Linked DNA regions of Pan troglodytes: region 1 is linked to region 2. Evidence: chromatin contacts called from public Hi-C data. All regions are on one chromosome and are shown on one strand. The core of a region is the stretch at or near the end of the contact, and the rest is flanking DNA. Distances in the headings are between cores, read along the strand shown. Region 1 overlaps SRC (SRC proto-oncogene, non-receptor tyrosine kinase). Region 2 overlaps RPN2 (ribophorin II).

Region 1 (3,396 bases), core at 748-3,247, 180 kb before region 2:
CCTTCTCCACCCAGGCTATCCCCATCACAGCACTGGGTCCTGCATGCAGCAGATACTTGGGTGGGCTGACGGGGCAGAATGGGAGGGTGAGTGAGTAGGAAGGTGGATGGGGAGAAGGTGTGCAGGAGAGTGCAATGGAAGGGCCCCTGATCGCAGCCTGCGTTAAGGTCCAGGACCTAATCAAATTGGTGGAGGGGGGAGAGGAGAAGCTGGGAGGTGGGGAGCAGCCAAGAGAGCCAGAGATCACAGGCAGGGAGTGGAAGCACATGCAGACAGCAGCCCCCACCCCCCGCGAAGCACCCCACCCAGCCCGCCGCCCACGGAGCATGTACACACCTGACATCCACCTTCCTCCTAAGGGCCAGCGAGAGAGAAGCAGAGAGAGGGAGAAGCTGAGAGAGGGCTGGAGGGAGCAAGCGAGAGCCAGGGATTGGGAGGAGTTCCCCATGGCTGGGGGAGCAACAGCAGGTGCTGCCCAGGGCGAGAGTGCAGCAGGCGCCTGCCTCCACACTGCCCTGGGCTTCGCACTGCCCTCGGCTCTGCACTGTGCTGCCCTGATGCCAGATCCTGCATGAGCCCCTGCCCGCTTTGAAGTCCCACCACCCAGCCCTGAGGGGCAATAGGGAAGGGGGCACTCACGTGTTGTTGACAATCTGGAGCCGCTCGCCTTTCTTGAAGGACAGGTCTGTCTCCGTCCTAGACTCATAGTCATAGAGGGCCACAAAGGTGGTCACTCCACCTGCAGAGAGGGGTGGGGTGTGTCAGAACAGTGGGGCCACAGCCAGGGAAGGCATGGGCAGGATGGCCCTGTACCCAGGAGGAGTGGATTTGTCTCCCACACACAAGTGCTCAGCCCAAAGACACAGTCAGGTTCAGTGAAGATGGGCCTGTGCACGTGTCCACTGCATCCGTGTATCTGCGCGTCCCTGCAAGGGCGTGTGGGAGCGGGAGCATCCCTTCCTGTCCGCGTCCGTCCCCGGGGCTTTGGGCAGTGCTGGGTGCTGGCTTATCTGTTTGGTGCCTGTCTTGCTCTAGGAGCAGAAGTCGCCAATAACAAGCATCTTTGTTTTGTTTCCAGACCCAGGCACATAGTAGGTGCTCAAGAAAGAGCTATAGGCTGAACGAAGCGGTGAATGAAGAACACTGCCCCAGGAGGCTCGCTCTCTCTCTATAAAGTGTGTCACTCTGGGCACTCCTGGTGTCCAGGAAGATTTGGCTCCAAGTAACTGCCCCCTCAAAAAGGCCCCCGTACCCCCTTCCACCATTTTAAGCTACAGCCTCCACCTCCTCACATCCCCCAGCCCTCCCTCCCTGCCTGTTTTGCGCCTTCGCAGCAGCGCCCCTTCTAACACCCTCCACGAGCTGCCCTTTGCTTCCTTCCCCCAGGTGGGTTCTGTCTGCACCGCTGGGGCCCGGGCAGCAGAGGAGCCCTGGCCTGTAGTAGGAGCTCCACATATACTTATTGAACAAATGAATGGTGTGTCTGTGGGTCTGTTTCTCTCGCTTGGGCGTGCGTCTGCGTCTGAAGGGTCCATGCCTGTCCGCGTGTCTCTGAGTGTTCTCATGTTCTCGATGCACCTGTGTGTATCTGTCTCCTGGGCGGCCACGATGGTGAGATTGTGATTTCCAGCTGAGCGTGTGTCTGTGTCTTGTGTGTGTCTCTGAATGCGCTTCTGACGGCATGTGCGTGTGTCTTCAGCTACAAGTGTGAGGTCACCTGTGCATGTGAGTTTGTATCTGGGTACATCTGCGATGGGGATGTGTCTGCGGGTGTCTGTGACCCTGCCTCCACCCCGCATGTGTGCGTGTCCCTGGCGGGGGTGTAGCCGTGTGTGTGGCCCAGCGTGTGCCTGTGGGGAGAGTGAACGGGTCTGAGTGAAGGAGTGAAGTCTGCGTGGAATGTCTGGGGCACCGCCGCGGCTCTCCAAAACGGCCCTCTCCGGGGCTGCGGTGACCGCAGAGCGCCAGCAGAGGGCGCAGGGGCGCATCCTGGCGCGGGCCCAGCCGGGGCCGTCCGGTGCCCCGTTCCCCGCGCGACCCAGCTGCCCCTCCGCCGCACGTGGGCCGCGCGTCCCGACTCATCTCTGGGCGGACCCAGGCAACGAAAAAGGACTGGGCGCCAGGCAGCAGCAGGCCCGGTCCCCGCGCCGCCCCTCTCTCTGGGCCTCAGCGTCCCACTAGGACCCCATCACCACACCCCGCGTCCTCTGCGCCTGCTCCACCCCAAAGCCAGCGGCGGCGGCGTGGATGCTTCACAGTGTGTACGCCCCCCCCCCCCCCCCCCCGCCCCGCACACCCAAGTCACCCAGGGGCGCTACCCCTGGCGAGAGGAAGGGCCTGCGCAGAGGGGGCGACCCCGGGCACACAGCCCCGCCGCCTCCCCGCCGTGGCCCCAGGTGGACGAGGACCCCGCGCCGCCCGCGCACTGACCGGCCAGCGGGCCCGCCCTCTGCGGGGAGGTGACGGTGTCCGAGGAGTTGAAGCCTCCGAACAGCTTGGGCTCGGCGGCCGCGGGGGCGAAGGCCGCGCTGGGGCCGCGGTGGCCGTCGGCCGAGGCTGGCTTGCTGGGGGTCTGCGAGGCGGGGAAAGCGCCCCCGCCAGCGCCGTGCACGTTCTCGGCGGGCTCCAGGCTGCGGCGCCGCTGGCTGGCATCCTTGGGCTTGCTCTTGTTGCTACCCATGGTCCTGGCAGGAGAGAGAGAAGACACTGGAACTGGCAGGGCTGCCGGGGCCCCTTGGCCGGCCTCCCTCCCACCCATTCCACAGATAGGGAAAACGAGGCCCAAAGAGAGGCAGCAGGGCCGGGCGCGGTGGCTCACGGCTGTAATCCCAGCACTTTGGGAGGCCGAGGCCGGCGGATCACTTGAGGTCAGGAGTTCGAGACCTGCCTGGCCAACACGCGGAAACCCGGGCTCTACTTGAAAAAAAAATTAGCCGGGCATGGTGGCACGCGCCTGTAGTCCCAGCTACTCCGGAGGGTGAGGCAGGAGAATCGCTTGAACAGGGGAGGCAGAGGCTGCAGTGAGCTCAGATCCTGCCACTGCACTCCAGCCTGGGCGTCAGAGGAATACTCTTTTTAAAAAAAAAAAAAGAAAAGAAAAGAAAAAGAAAAAAATGGGGGACAGGGGCACCAGCCTTTTTGGGAGAGTTAGCCTCTCAAAACCTCGATGTCTTCATCTGTAAAATGAACGTAAGGATGGCATCCATCCGTAAAGGGCTTCCTCGGTCCAGCGCCAGGAACGGAAGAAATGCCTCATAATCAGAAGCCCTGACCTTACCCACCCACCTCCCCCTGAGTCACTGTTTCCCTCCCTCCTGGCAGGGACAGTATCTGAGCCACGCCTATGTCCCGGGCACCTAGCACATGGAGGGGGCTCATTGAGGGTTTGTTGAATGA
Region 2 (3,526 bases), core at 431-2,930:
ATAGGCACAAATATTCCTCAGGACACAATACCTTAATACAAAGAACACAAGTGTGCCATGGATATAAGAAGCAGTGTAACCTGTAGTAACAGATCATGCATGGCTATCTGCAAGATTCTTCTGCAGAGTGTCAAAGACAGGAGCTGGGAGATGCATTTGGCAAAAGATTCACACCTCAATCTCCTCCACGATGCTCCTCAGGTCAGCCTGCTGGGACAGGTGGGATGCTGTCTGCAGAGCCTGGACCGTTCTGGAAGGTAAAGAGTAGAACCCCAATGAATGGCAAGTCTTGTTTCATCCACTCACCCCTTCCCGTACTTGGACATTTTCACAAATATCCTACTCTTGTTCTTTAGAAGTACAAGTTGGTCTCAGCCTTTAAGGAGTTTACTTATAATCCAGTTAGGACAGGTGTGACAAAACCTGGAAAAGATCATCACAGCTGAGAAGGCAACCCAGACAACAGAACTGGCAAGAAGAACCGTGGGCATTGGGCTGGGCGCAGTGGCTCACTCCTGTAATCCCAGCATTTTGGGAGTCTGAAGCAGGCAAATTCCTTGAGCCCAGGAGTTCAAGACCAGCCTGGGTAAGATGGTGAAACCCCATCTCTACTAAAAATACTAAAAATGAGCCAGGTATGGTAGCGTGTGCTTGTAGTCCCAACTACTTGGGAGGCTGAGGCCCAGGAAGCAGAGGTTGCAGTGAGCCACTGCACTCCAGCCTGAGCAATAGAGTGAGACCCTGTCTCAGAAAAAAAAAAAAAAAAAAAAAAGATTGAAGCAAAATTCACATAAAATTAACCATTTTAAAAAGCAAACAATTCAGGGGTGCTTACTACATTCACAATGTTGTGCAACTACCACCTGTCTAGTTCCCAAATATTTCCATCAGTCTAAAATAAAACCCATTGGTTGAGCACGGTGGCTCACACCTGTAATCCCAATACTTTGGGAGGCCGAGGCGGGAGGATCACTTAAGCCTGGGGGTTCGAAACCAGCCTGGGCAATACAGTGAGACCTCATCTTTACAAAAAGTTTAAATATTAGCTGGGTATGGTGGCACATGCCTATAGTCCCAGGTACTCAAGAGGCTGAGGTAGGAGGATCACTTGAGCTAGGGAGGTTGAGGCTTCAGTGAGCTGTGATTGCACCACTGCACTCAGCCTAAGTGACAGAGTGAGACCCTGTCTCCAAAAAAAATAGATAAAACCCACCGAGCAGTTTCTCCCCATTGTGTCTCCCCTTAGCCCTCAGCAACCAGCAATCTATGTTCTATCTCTACGGATTTGCCTATTCTGCTATTTCACAGAAATGGAATCATACAATCTGTGTCCTTTTATGTCTGGCTTCTTTCACTCAACAGAATGTTTTCAAGGCTCATCCATGTTGTAGCATGTATCTGCACTTCATTCTTTTTTATGGCTTATTCATATATTTTTATCTATAATTCTGGAAGATAAGCTTTTTAAGATGGAACATGATAGATGTATACATGTAAGACTTATTAGATTCTATTATCTTAATGCAGATAATTTGGAAAATATAAATGGTGCTTTTCTGGGTGAAACTGGGAGAGAAGAGGCCCCCTGGTGGTTAAACAGACTGCTGCTTCCACCCCGAATGGTTTCCTAATTCCTAAGAGATGACTGGGCCCTTGTGTAAAACCACCACTTATCAAGTCAATATGTCAGGGAATGTAGAGCAAGAATCTGTCTGCTTATGTCAAGAACATAACAATTTAGATACTCTCCATGGGAAACTCATTCCATTAAGATGACAAGTTGGAAAACAGCAGAGTCACAATTTACAGAGAGACAAGCCCCAGAGTATTCAACGACACCTCTGGGATGCTTGCTGTTATCATACACTTGAGAAAATGAAACCTGAATTTCCAAACAAGACAAAAATCACACATCTGCCCGTGATAAACGCTGTGCTCAGAAAAGGCAGTTAAGATAGCCTAGAAAGAACTTCTCAATTAAGGTATCATTTTTTTCTCTTTGGAATGAGAGAGTGCCGTGCTGGTAACAACCTCAGAAGTTTTAGAATGAAATTAATCCACTGAGTTTTAGAAAGTTTTGTCACTGGCTTTAATTACTTATTCCCCAGCCAGCAATTTCTTTTTCTCTGGAGCATAATACTGTATTCGAACACTAAGAAAGCAGATCTTATCTTGCTAATATATAGCAGATGATTCAGAGAAATTGATTTATGACAGACTACAATGAGATCTTCTCAGGTGGTTCATTCAAACCTACAAGTATTTTCTTTTTTTCCATTCAAGACAAGTTTACAAACATACACTTCCTAGAAAAAGCCCATTTAAATATAGAAGGCCCATTCAGAAGAGTTCTAATTTATATCAGCTTGCCTTTAATAGGGCAAATTAATAGTAATATAAGGCAACCTACCAGTTGGATTTCACAATGACCCTACGAGACATTCTCCCGGTTTGCATATGAGAACACTGAGGTTTAGGGGGGCTAAACAACCCACTCATGGTCACAGAGGTTGAGTGGAAGAATGGATTTGAACACAGTTCTTTCTGCTCCAAAGCGTATGTTCTTCCTACCTATAAGCTTTCTACAAGACAGCAGAAACACAAAAGTATAGTTTCATCCTTTATTAACTCCGTTGGGTACAGACCATGTGCCAGGCTCTCTAAGCACTGCAAGTAAAGCTTATGGCTGGGTGTGGTGGCATGTGATTATAGTCCCAGCTACTCAGAAGGCTAAGGTGGGAGGATCGCTCAAGCTCAGGAGTTTGAGGTTGTAGTGAGCTTTAAATATGATCGCATTGCACTGCAGCCTAGATGACACAGTGAGACCCTGTCTCAAAAAAAAAAAAAAAAAGCTTATGACCTAACATACAAATAACAACAACAAAGGAAGTAACAAACTCTCTAAGAAGGGGGACCTGTTTGTTAGGGACCTAACAAACAAATGGTCCACAAAAGGAACTCCGTTTCCTACACGCCCACCAAGAACCAGGCACTGCGCTAGGGTCTTCACACCTATTATCTCACTTAATCCTGTCAGTTGCTTTGATGTAAGAATTATGGGTTTCATTTTAAAGGCAAGGCTCAGAGAAGTTAGAAATTTGGCCAAAGTCAGACACAAGGAATGAAATAGCTGGTGTTCAAACCTAAGTCTGTCTGACTCCAAAGTGGATGTACTTCCCCTGTACTTCTTCCTGGGGTTCTGGGGTTTTGAGGAAGGGGATTTTCCCTTCTGCTTGGAAGGAAATGGGAATTTTTTTTGTAGAAGGTAGCATCAAAGTAAGGCAGAGGCACTAACAGTGGCATCATGGCATGAGATGATGGTGACTGGAGAAGCATTCCCCATGAGGGATTAAAAGCAGATATCAAAATATGTCACCTGAAATCAAAGGCCCAAAAGGGCCAAGCACTGGACAAAGTGTGTACAAAATGTCAGCCCCAGAGTCACTGATGATTGACCATGTGAATATAGGGAGGGTGTGAGGAGGGACAGAGAGGGAATGTCAATTGCCTGTGAACCCTGTCCTTA

The links. Hi-C and Micro-C count contacts between places; a contact is called where the count stands out from the background.
Region 1: a Hi-C map of stem cell-derived neural progenitor cells shows a contact between it and region 2, with 4 times the contacts expected there. The contact joins two enhancer-like sites. A contact is called at or near these places in 1 of 7 Hi-C or Micro-C datasets (stem cell-derived neural progenitor cells) and 1 of 1 other capture datasets (stem cell-derived neural stem cells).

The regions. Positions count from the first base shown.
Region 1 is chr21:43,621,267-43,624,662 of NHGRI_mPanTro3-v2.0_pri, reverse strand. It overlaps SRC (SRC proto-oncogene, non-receptor tyrosine kinase), which reads right to left. Exons shown (of 15, transcript XM_054674765.2): 3 at 2,431-2,684; 4 at 640-739; 5 at 337-354. The coding sequence starts at 2,680. Among named protein-coding and RNA genes, the nearest start is that of SRC, 57 kb to the right of the region's middle. Within about 2 kb of position 1,997, at least 6 of the 24 cell types and tissues checked have an H3K27ac peak or open chromatin away from gene starts, as enhancers often do. A contact at or near this core is called in stem cell-derived neural progenitor cells, where this site is marked.
Region 2 is chr21:43,438,870-43,442,395 of NHGRI_mPanTro3-v2.0_pri, reverse strand. RPN2 (ribophorin II) reads right to left here. Exons shown (of 17, transcript XM_016937887.4): 5 at 175-250. Among named protein-coding and RNA genes, the nearest start is that of MROH8, 23 kb to the right of the region's middle. Within about 2 kb of position 1,680, at least 3 of the 24 cell types and tissues checked have an H3K27ac peak or open chromatin away from gene starts, as enhancers often do. A contact at or near this core is called in stem cell-derived neural progenitor cells, where this site is marked.